3 separate regions of the Sus scrofa genome follow, and all the other regions are linked to region 1. A link is a contact called in public HiChIP or PLAC-seq data. All regions are on one chromosome and are shown on one strand. The core of a region is the stretch at or near the end of the contact, and the rest is flanking DNA. Distances in the headings are between cores, read along the strand shown. Region 1 overlaps CRTAP (cartilage-associated protein). Region 2 has its middle 11 kb from the start of CCR4. Region 3 overlaps UBP1 (upstream-binding protein 1).

Region 1 (3,682 bases), core at 540-3,039:
CAAATACTACATGGTCCAACAATCCTATTCCTGGGCATACATCCAGAGAAAACCATAATTCAAAAAGATATGTGTATCCTAATGCTCACTTCAGCACTATTTACAATATTCAAGACATGGAAGCAACCTAAATGTCAGTCAACAGAGGACTGGATAAAGATATGGTACATATAAACAATATATTACTCAGTCATAAAAAATGAAATAATAACATTTGCAGCAACATGGATGGACCTAGAGATTATCATAATAAATTAAAGACAATATCACATGATATCACTTATATGTAGAATATAAAAAAATGATACAAATGAACTTATTCACAAAACAGAAACACTCAGAGACAGAAAACAAACTTATGGTTACCAAAGAGAAGGGAGGAGGAGGAATAAGTTAGGAGTTTGCGATTAACATAGACACACTACTATATATAAAACAAATAATCAACAAGGACCTACTGTAGAGCACAGGGAACTCTACTCAGTATTCTGTAGTGACCTATCTGAGAAAATAATCTGAAAAAGAATGGATATATGTACATGTATAACTGAACCATGTTGCTGTACCCCTAAAATTAACATGACATTGTAAATCAACTATACTCTAAAATAAAATGAAATTTTTTTTTTGAAAAGACAAAGTAGGTATACAGGTGTGACATGAAAAATGTTCATGATGAAACTGTTAGAAAGACAAAGGAAGTTGCAAAACAGTGTGTAAAGTAAGATCTAGTTTTTTTTTTTTTTAGGGCCACACCTGTGGCATATGGAGGTTCCCAGGCTAGGGGTCCAGTTGCAGCTGTAGCTGCCAGCCTACACCACAGCCACAGCAACGGGATCCGAGCCGCGTCTGTGACCTACACCACAGCTCACGAGCAACACCAGATCCTTAACCCACTGAGCTAGGCCAGGGACTGAACCTGCAACCTCATGGTTACCAGGCGGATTTGTTTCCATTGTGCCACAACAGGGAACTCCAAGATCTTGTTTTTGTAAAAACAAATACATGCTGCATTTATGTTAAAAGTACAGCTGTACAGCAGGATGAGGAGAAAATAGGGGATTAAGTAAAACAGGGGATTACTCACTCCTAAGTCAAATATTTCTATAATGTTCGAAATCTGTAGAGTTTTGACTGATTCAGAAATGAGAATGTGAGAATAAAACAGTAAAATGTTAAAAGACAAAATTGCTATAGAAAAAGCTGTTTTCCTTCTTTCTGAAATAACCCTTCCCTTAAGGTGCAAAGCTATCTCCTAAAGCAGGGTGAAGAGGAGGGCAGGAAACGCAATGCCCGGTCTGCTGGCACGTACTGGTCTGGGCTGGAAATGCTCATCCGAAAGCCCCCACTTGTCCCTGTGGTACTGGTAATACACCAGGTTCTGCTGCATGACCTTGTCGTTGTGATCGAAGAGCAGGTAGCTGACGGCACAGGGGGCCGCGTTCTTCAGGTCATTCACTGGGCAGGAGAAGAGGAACAGGAAGTCAGCCAACCTCTCAAAGCTACAGCTTGAAGCACAGCTTCCTAAAGAAAACAATCACGAACAAGCCCTTCCTCCGAAGCCCCTCCTTCCGAAAACCTGCAACCACACGAATCTTCCCTGGGTGGGCAGATCGCAGATGGGTCTCCATGGCAACCTGGAGGCCGGTTTTAAAAAAGAGAAGTTCCTTTAGGCAGAAGCCTTGGCAGGAATGCCTAAAGTATTGCCCACGGGCCTTGGTGACCCAGGCTGGTGTCACATCCCTGGAGCCTGAGCAGGCTGGGTCCCAAGGCTGGACTGTCATAGGGCGAAGGAAGGAAGTGGCAGAAAATGAGTCCCTGCTTGCATGTGCAGGGCCTGGTCTCCTCTGCATGGGACATGATCTTTACATCCAGGGGGGCCCTCCTACAGCTAAACCAAGCCGAATGAACCCAAAGGATGGTGTACCTTCTGGGCCGGGAGAGATGTGAAGTCACCTGGTCTCCGCATCTCCTGGTGGTGGGCTTCTCACCTCCAGCCTCCCTCCCTGGAGTCGCCCCACTTTTAGAAGAGGGGTTTCACAGGGGTGGGATATGTCTGGGATTTGTTTAAGGGGTGAAGGTGTTTATTCGGGCACATTCCACTTGAATTTACAACCCAGAAACACTACTTTTACTAAAATTGGTTGCCTGAGTAACCAGAGTTGGGCATGAATAAATCCTGCCTTCTAGTGGCCATTTCCTGTAATAACAACTTTAAAGCCAGTCCTTAGAGGCAAGAAATACTCACAAAGGGACAGGGGGCATAAGTAACATCTGCCCTCAAGCAATATCCTGGGGGAGGTAACCTAGAAAGCATTCAAGCCTGGGCAGTCTCTCAAGAAGCCAATTTCAAGAAGTAAATTTTACTCACGCTGTTCACCCATAATCCAGAAAGCAAAGATTTCCTGGAGAGCAGCAAGAAAAGCTACTTTTGGTTTTCCAGTGTTTATGTTTTTGCTACAGTTTCAGATATGCAGGGTGGTTTACGGAGCAGGTAGGGATTTGAGAGGACTGACTGGTGAGCCGCCAAAGGCTGGAAGCATCTGGAACACTTCTAAACTCTAGTGTTCTGGCTTGTGCCCACTGAACCAAGCCTGCTCAGAGGCTGGAAGACCCATGTTTCCAAGTCCATCACTGGGCTAGCTCCCTGAGATGTCAGCATGGACTCTCAAGAAAATGAAACAAAAACACAAGCTATATTTTCATCACACAGAAGGTCTAGAAACTGTGAACCCAAGATAGGCAAAGTGTTGATACAAATTGAAGCTGGGAAGTTCCCGTTGTGGTGCTGCGGAAACGAATCTGACTGGTATCCACGAGGATGCGGGTTCAACCCCTGACCTCACTCAGTGGGTTAAGGACCCTGTGTTGCTGTGGCTGTGGTGTAGGCTGGCAGCCACAGCTCCCATGTGACCTCTGGCTGAGTGATGGGCACACTACAGTTCTTTATACCATCTTCTCTAATGTATGTTTTTATTTTTATCTTTATTTCTGGTCACAGCAGCATGCAGAAGTTCTTGGGCCAGGGATCAAATTGAGCCACAGCAGTGACAATGCCAAATCCTTAACTGCTAGGCCATCAGGAACTCCTTCTAATGTTTTTAAATGTTCACAAGTTAAAAAAAACAGGTATGTAACTTTTATAATTCTTATTAAAATAGGGCTTTTCCAAGTGAGGATGACCATAAACTAACAGCACCAGGGTGGAGGTAGGGGAGAGGGAATGGGAACAGGTGGTTTGCTTTCTGTGTTTCTCTGAGACATTTGGTTCACTTAAATATGCCTTTTTGAAAGAAAACACTTATATTAAAAAAGAGGGCTCTTCAGAGTTTCCTTGTGGTGCAGTGAGTTACGGATCTAGCATTGTCCCTGCAGCGGCTCAGGTTGCTGCTGTGGTATAGGTCCCATGCCTGCTCTGGGAACTTCCACATGCAGCAGGCACAGCCCCCCTCCCAAAAAAAAGAGGGCTCTTCATAAGCAAAGACAGTGCCAAACAGAAAACTGCCCCCTCTACGCTAGAACACAGTCAATCAGTGTTTGCTGGGGACAGTGCTGTGAGCTCAGTACTGCCTCATGTGAACATGTGTTCACATTACACAGGACGAGACTCCTGTCCTTTATGCTAAATAAATAATCCTTTACCAGACACTTGGTACCAGAGTGACAGTGGCAAATAAAAACT
Region 2 (4,086 bases), core at 1,323-3,822, 160 kb after region 1:
ACATGCGAGTTCCCGTCATGGCTCAGTGGAAACAAATCTGACTAGAATCCATGAGGATGCAGGTTCAATCCTTGGCCTCTCGCAGTGGGTTAAGGATCTGTAACTGTGGTGTAGTCCAGCAGCTACAGCTCCATTTTGACCCCTAGACTGGAAACCTCCTTATGTTGTGGGTACAACACTAAAAAAAAAAAAAAAAAAAAAAAAAAAAAAAAAAAAAAAAAAAAGGCAATGCACCCTATGTTCCTAGCAATACTGTTCAAAATAGCCAAGACATGGAAACAATCTAAATGTCCACTGACAGATGAGTAGATTAAGATGTGGTACATATCACAATGGAATTCTACTCAGCCATAAAAAAGGATGAAATAATGCCCTTCACAGCAATGTGAATGCAAGTAAAAATTCTCATACTAAGTGAAGTCAGAAAGACAAATACCATATGATATCACTTATATGTGGAATCTAAAATATGGCACAACTATGTCTAGTCACTTATGATGGAGCATGATAATGGGAGAAAAAAGAATGTGTACATGTATGTGTAACTGGGTCACCATGCTGTACAGTAGAAAAAAAATGCATTGGGGAAATAACAAAAAAATTCTTTAAAAATTAAAAAATAAAAAATAAAATATGGCACAAATGAAAATATCCACAAAACAGAAACAGACTCATAGACATAGAGAACAAACCTATGGTTGCCAAGTGGGAGGTAAGAGGAAGAGGGATGAACTGGGAGTTTGGAGTTTGTAGATGCAAGCATCTAGAATGGATAGGCAATGAGGTCCTACGATAGCATAGGGAACTATATCCAATCTCCTGGGACAGACCATGATGGGAATAGTATTAAAAAGAATATATATATTGCATAACTGAGTCACCTTGTATACAGCAGAAACTGGCACATTATAAATCAACTCTGAATTAAAAAAAGAAACACAGGGGACATATATTCTCATAGAGCTTTCTATATCTGCCACTGCTTTACCCTCTCCTCATCCTTCTCTTCAACTTTGCCCACAATTTCTGTCTCATGTTGGCTGCTTTTATTAGAACTTTCATATATTTTGGAGTCTAAAAGGTATCTCTCTCCAAGTTTGATTGAAAGTGGAGTTTGCGGGGTTTTTAATTCTTTCTTTTTTTTAATTTTACAATTTTCCAGAGAAGACGAAAATGCAGACTTCTGCAGCTCTGTTCATACCAAAAGTCGTAATGAAGTCATTTTTGACCCAAAGACCACCCACTCATTTCTGGAACTAGGAGACAATTCAATCAATCTTTGAACTCTGTGACACAGTTTTATTAGAAACATAATGGGGATTTTGGAGAGAGGACTGGTGAACTTTGTATAGTGAAATAGAAACTTGAATTGCCAGTATTGAGCACTGAGTTAAGAGATAAGAAAATTCACTCATTCACTAAAAAATAATTCAACAACTGTTGTGTACTAGGCATTTTACCAAGCAATAAGGTGATTATTGCTGGTGGAGTTTGTCTAATTCATTATTAGAATATTGTTCCCCGGAACTAAGTTTCTTAGTGATAATAAAACCCACCTTATCTACTTTAAGAAGATGATGAAATGAATTTCAGTATACAAAAACAGTTGGTGGATTTCTGATATTCTGAAAGGAGAATTTGGAGCCATTTCAAGCTTTTAAGAACTAAAGCATTGGTTTTTTTAAATTTTTATTGAAATATAGTTGATTTATGACACTGGGCTAGTTTCACATGTATAAAAAGGGATTATATATATATCTTTTTTAGATTCTCTTTGATTATAGGTGATTACAGGATATTGAGTATAGTTCCCTGTGCTATGCTGGTTATCTATTTTATATAGTAGTCTGTATATTTTAATCCCAAACTCTTAATTTATCTCCCCCACACTTCTCCTTTGGTAACCATAAATTTGTTTTCTATGTCTATAAGTTTATTTCTGTTTCATAAATAAGTTCATTTGTATCATTTTTGTAGATTCCACATATAAGTAATATCATATATATCTTTATCTGGCTTACTTCACTTAGTATAATAATCTCTAGGTCCATCCATGTTGCTGCAAGTGGCATTTTTCATTCTTTTTTATGGCTAAGTAATATTCTTGTGTGTATGTGCATGTGCTTGTGTGCATGCACATATGTGTACATACATACCACATCTTTATCCATTCCTCTGTTGATGGACACAAGTTGTTTCCCATGTTTTGGCTGTTATAAACAGTGCTGATACGAACACTAGGAAGCATACATCTTTTCTAATTATAGTTTTCTCTGGATAGATGCCCAGGAGTGGGATCACTGGATCATATGGTAACTCTATTATTAGTTTTTTAAGGAAACTCTGTACTATTCTTCATAGAGGCTGCACCAATTTACATTCCCACCAACAGTGTAGAAGGGTTTCCTTTTCTCCATACCCTCTCCAGCATTTATTATTTGTTTACTTTTTGATGATGGCTATTCAGGAGTAAAATGTTGTGACTACAAAAATGGGTGGAGCTTATGTCTGTTACATTTGAGCCCAGGTCAATGACTGGGCTTGAGTCAGTGACTGGTAAGGAATATGGAAAAAATGCCTCAGAGCTTGAGGCAGGCAGATTATGCAAGCAAAGTTGAGACTGACTAATGGATGCATATATACTAAGAGTCAAAAGGAGGAATTCCCTGGTGCTTCAGTGGGTTCAGGATCTGGTGTTGTCACTGCTGTGGCTCAGGTCACTGCTGTGGTGTGGGTTAGATCCCTGGCCCAGGAATTTCCACATGGCACAGTCATGGCCAAAAAAAAAAAAAAAAAAGAGAGAGAGAGAGATAGTCAAAAGCAGTCCATGGCCATAGGGCAGTAAATGCACAGCTGTGATGCAGACACTGTGATTCCTCATTTTCCCATACCTGTGAAATTTCCCATACCTTTATTTATTTATTTATTTTTGTCTTTTTGCCATTTCTTGGGCCGCTCCTGCGGCATACGGAGGTTCCCAGTCTAGGTGTTGAATCGGAGCTGTAGCGCCAGCCTGCACCAGAGCCACAGCAACGTGGGATTCGAGCCGCGCCTGAGACCTACACCACAGCTCACAGCAACGCCGGATCCTTAACCCACTGAGCAAGGCCAGGGATCGAACCCGCAACCTCATGGTTCCTAGTCGGATTCGTTAACCACTGTGCCACGACGGGAACTCCCCGAACCTTTTCCATTTATATTAGGTGTTCATTTGCCCCGCTGTGATCCAGAAGCCCCTGTTTGAGACTTAAGTTCCTGGAACCAGATTCTAAGACTCTGAGATTAGCATACAGGAGATTTAATGAGGAGTCCTCTTGGGAACAGTTCTAAGGGCATGAAGGAAGCAGAACTAGGCAGTAGAAAAAGTTGAACCACAAGGTTGTTGCAGCAGAGGGCCCTGCTAATCTTTCGAGGAGCTCTGTAGTTGGAATGGCCCATCGGCTTTGTCCCAAATTAAGGTAAGGGGGCAAGTGTTTCTTTCCCCCCTCTTTATCCAGGTATTGGATGTGGGCTGTCCTCAGGGAGGGTTGTCTAGAAAGGAGACCAGCTGAGAGGTGGCAAACGTCAGTGCCCCTGGTAGCTGGAGGAGTGAGTGCCATAGATCTGTACCAGGTGTGTGGATGGCACTTCACAACACCCACTATGTCTCCTGCAGCCCCAGGGAGGGTGGCAACTGGCTCAGGAGCTCAAAACAGCTGTCTCCTGAGTCTATAACTTTTTTTTCATCTCTTCTTTTCCTACTTTGCTCCCCTCCACATGTTCACTTTATCTACAAAAACCTACTCCCACTCCCCACAGTGTGCTCTTGACACTACCTGCCTTTTCATGTGTGATTTCATCAACTTAGAATGTCCTTCCCTCTTTCATTCATCAAAATCATACTCCTCTAAAAAGGAACCCTCCTATACTGTTGGTGGGAATGTAAACTGGTGCAGTCAATACGGAGAAGAGTACGGAGGCTCCTTAAAATATTAAAAATAAAGTTACCATATGATCCAGCAATCCCACCCCTGGGCATCTCTCTGGAGCAAATTATAATTTGAAAAGATACAGTGTTGACAGCAACATTATGTACAACAGCCAAGA
Region 3 (3,577 bases), core at 850-3,349, 180 kb before region 1:
ATTTTCAAGATGAGAGTTGTTTTTTATTCTCCACAGTAAAAGGTACTTTGCATGTGTATGTGTGTCTTGAAAGGCTGGAAAACTGTGCTTGAAATCAGTCATCTTGTGTTTACTTTTTCTTTATTTTTTGTCTTTTTAGGGCCACACCCGTGGCATATGGAGGTTCCCAGGCTAGGTTCGCTGGCCTACGCTACAGCCATGCCAGATCTGAGCTGCATCTGTGACCTACACCACAGCCCACGGCAATGCTGGATCCTTAACCCACTGAGTGAATTCAGGGATCGAACCTGCATCCTCATGGATACTAGTACGATTTGTTTCCATTGTGCCACAACAGGAACTCCTTGTGTGGTTATTTTTGAAAATGCTGGCTTTAGTAATTTTAAGAAGAAAATTTGAAAAATGAAGACAGCTTTGCTTTTTAGGGTCAAACCTGCACCATAAGGAAGCTCCAAGGCTAGGGGTCAAATCAGCTTCAGCTGCTGCCCTACACCACAGCCACAGCAATGCAGGATCCAAGCTGTGTCTTCAGCCTACACCAAAGCTCACAGCAATGCCAGCGATCGAACCCACCTCCTCATGGGTACTAGTCAAGTTTACTACCATTGAGCTACAGCTAGAACTTCCAAGAGAATATTTCTGATTGAAATGAAAATTAGCAAATAAGGAAGAGGAGTCTGTCCTTCTAGATGCCTGGAGAAAAACCCCAGTTCATTCAGCCAGCATTTTGAACGCCTTGTGTCAGACCCATGCTGTTAGTTCTAGAAAGGTGTTCCACTACTCTAGCGGAGAAAGCAAGCCAGAACTGCTCAGTAGATGCACCCAATTACCAGTATATAACTTAGATGCCCATGAAGGAGTGGGAAAGTGTGGGTACTCATGGATGCAGGGTTCAGGGAGGGTTACATGAAACTGTTAGGGCTTCTCTGAGGCCATGAAAGCTGAGATCTGGAGTGTGGTGGGGAGCCGACCATGCCCTTGAGGAGCTGCACCCTGGAAGAATGGGGCTGTGTGGAGGCTGGGAGGGCCTTGTGGTTGCCGTGCAGCGCGAAGGTGAGCAGAGCAGGAGGCAGGTCTGGTACTGATGCAAGTTTAGGGTTTTTTTTTTTTTTTTTTTTTTTTTTTGTCTTTTTTTTTTTTGGTTGTTGTTGTTGTTGCTATTTCTTGGGCCGCTCCCGCGGCATATGGAGGTTCCCAGGCTAGGGGTCGAATCGGAGCTGTAGCCACCGGCCTACGCCAGAGCCACAGCAACGCGGGATCCGAGCCGCGTCTGCAATCTACACCACAGCTCACGGCAACGCCGGATCGTTAACCCACTGAGCAAGGGCAGGGACCGAACCCGCAACCTCATGGTTCCTAGTCGGATTCGTTAACCACTGCGCCACGACGGGAACTCCAAGTTTAGGTTTTATTTGAAATGCATTGGAAAGTCAGTGAGGTTTTTTAAACAAATAAGTAATGTAAATAGGTTTTTCTTTTCTCTCTCAACTCTTTGGAGACAGATGAGAAGGTGGGCAAACTGGAGGCAGGAGAATCCAGATGAGAGGTTATGGTGTCTCATACACTTATAGACAGGGCCCTACTGGGCTCTACCTTTGAGAGAGGAGTGGTTGTGACTCTTATGAACAACTGAGCAGGTAGTGGTCCCAATAGAGTGGTAGGTGCCATTGAGGGAAGCAGTCCAGAGTTTCATTTTAGGATGTGAAAATGTCAAGTTAATTATAACCTCTGGGGCTGGCAAGACAGGTCTGGTCTTGAGCCGTAAATTTGGAAGCCTTTAGCGTATCCACAGTGACTCAAAACAGTTATGGAGGGAGAGGGTGTGGAGAGTGGGCCCAGACAGGGCTTGAGAGAATTCCTGGAGGTGGAAAAGGAGGAGTTTTTAAATGTAAAGTTAATACAAGAGGAGACCTTTAAAGGTCTGATGAGCTAACCAAAGTCCATTCTGAGCACGAAAGCTGCACCTCAAAGAAAAAAGTGCTGTGTCACCCCTTTCCTGAGAAGTCACTCTTGAAGCTGGGAGCCCACCTAGAAGGGAAGTGCTGAAATCAGGAAGGATTTCACTCTGTGCTGACACGTCATGTCAGCCATCGTGTCAGCTGCAGGGCTGAGTTTTTAACTGTGGCCTGGTTCATGTGATCTTTTACTTGCACAAACATATCTGGCTTAGTACCGTTCTGCTCAACTTCCTGTTCACGAAGCAATAGTTTTTACTCTGCAAAACTCAAAACTGCCTGTAAAAAAGAAAATTCATACTGTGTGCAGCTGTGTCCTGTGAAGTCAGCAGGCATTTATTTCTGCTGTCAGTCATCAAAGGGTGACCCCTCCCATCTCAGTGTACTGGGCTTCGAATACCTTGTCTTATGAAAAAACTCACTTGTTCCTTGTCGAATGCCTGTATTGCTTTTCACCATCTCTGTAGAAACACTAGGCCATCAGACAAAATATATTTTTTAAATGTTGTAGATCTAATTTTTAGGAGTTTAAAAATTATTTCCCGAAAAGGTGGGTATAAGCACTATTTGCGGGTCCTCTGCCTCCTAGAACAGCAGGCAGGCAGGGCACCTATGGGAGTGAGGGCCAGACGTTGAAAAGCACCATGTCTGAAAAGGGGAGGGAGAGTGTATATGAAGTTACCTTGGGGAAGAGGAGCTGGAGCAAGTTACCAGCTTTTTCACTCGAGCATATTCAAGGTACCCTCTGAACTGGGATGGGAGGTTGTAGAGTTGTAGGAGTTCAGTTTTGAGTCTCCAGCCTGGTTAAAAACAAAAAAGCCTGTAACTTCTCCTTTTTCTGCAGCTGAAAACGGGGGTGGTGTCCACATAATTTTGAAGTGACGTCTTAACGTAGTCTGAACTTCATTCAGCACCAAATAAAGCCACGCTTAAAAGTGTGTGAAGACTGAATCCAAGAAGCCTTGGGATTGGATTTTACCATATGAGATGTTTCATATTGAAAACACAGGATGACCTTTCTAATGAGCTGTGAGAGGCGCATCTCACCGTCACCATCACGGCCCCTCAGGAGAGCGAGTGCCTGGGGCCGAGGGACAGGCAGGACCACCTGCTTCTCTGGCGGAGAGGCCAGTCGACACAGTTCCTAGAAGCAGCCATTGCTGTCTTTTTACACTGTATGCGGTTTGGAAGTGAATGTAAAGACATACTGTGGGCATTTACCTCTCTGTGCCAGCTTGGCTTCTGTCGCCTGGACCTCATGCTGACCTGGGGCAGGGTGGGGACGGAATCTGTGTGCGGAGAGACACGAGGCCACCACTGACACGGGTGATGGGTGGTCATGGGAGAGGCTTGGCGCCTTCTCAGAAGAAATCATGTCTGAGGGTGAATGTGTGACGTGATCACGCCAGAGCGGGGAAGATCCAAGCCGGGAAGATGGGCTTGACGCAAACTGCATTATCAAGAGTACCTTGGTGAGAGGATCAGCGTAAATCCTAATAGGTACAAAGACTTTGTGTTTTTGCTTTGTCACAGATTTATCGAGAAACTTTTTGCTTCTGCTTCTGTTCTTAGCATTTTGTTTCTGGTTTTCATTTTTGAAGCCCCAATGCCTTTTAAACTCG

The links. HiChIP or PLAC-seq counts read pairs in DNA pulled down with a chosen protein or histone mark.
Region 2: a contact with region 1 is called in an H3K27ac HiChIP or PLAC-seq map of alveolar macrophages. The contact joins two enhancer-like sites. A contact is called at or near these places in 1 of 5 promoter capture datasets (fetal liver), 1 of 47 Hi-C or Micro-C datasets (embryonic fibroblasts) and 1 of 2 datasets of contacts at active chromatin or transcription factors (alveolar macrophages).
Region 3: a contact with region 1 is called in an H3K27ac HiChIP or PLAC-seq map of alveolar macrophages. The contact joins two enhancer-like sites. A contact is called at or near these places in 2 of 47 Hi-C or Micro-C datasets (heart right ventricle and skeletal muscle) and 2 of 2 datasets of contacts at active chromatin or transcription factors (alveolar macrophages and skeletal muscle).

Annotation. Positions count from the first base shown.
Region 1 is chr13:19,028,083-19,031,764 of Sscrofa11.1, reverse strand. CRTAP (cartilage-associated protein) reads right to left here. Exons shown (of 7, transcript XM_021071557.1): 5 at 1,313-1,458. Among named protein-coding and RNA genes, the nearest start is that of CRTAP, 36 kb to the right of the region's middle. Within about 2 kb of position 1,789, at least 8 of the 83 cell types and tissues checked have an H3K27ac peak or open chromatin away from gene starts, as enhancers often do. A contact at or near this core is called in alveolar macrophages, where this site is marked.
Region 2 is chr13:18,869,592-18,873,677 of Sscrofa11.1, reverse strand. No RefSeq gene overlaps it. Among named protein-coding and RNA genes, the nearest start is that of CCR4, 11 kb to the right of the region's middle. Within about 2 kb of position 2,572, at least 1 of the 83 cell types and tissues checked has an H3K27ac peak or open chromatin away from gene starts, as enhancers often do. A contact at or near this core is called in alveolar macrophages, where this site is marked.
Region 3 is chr13:19,206,098-19,209,674 of Sscrofa11.1, reverse strand. It overlaps UBP1 (upstream-binding protein 1), which reads left to right. Exons shown (of 15, transcript XM_021071558.1): 14 at 1-42; 15 at 2,800-3,577. The coding sequence ends at 2,837. It also overlaps a transcript of FBXL2 not described here. Among named protein-coding and RNA genes, the nearest start is that of UBP1, 69 kb to the left of the region's middle. Within about 2 kb of position 2,099, at least 16 of the 83 cell types and tissues checked have an H3K27ac peak or open chromatin away from gene starts, as enhancers often do. A contact at or near this core is called in alveolar macrophages, where this site is marked.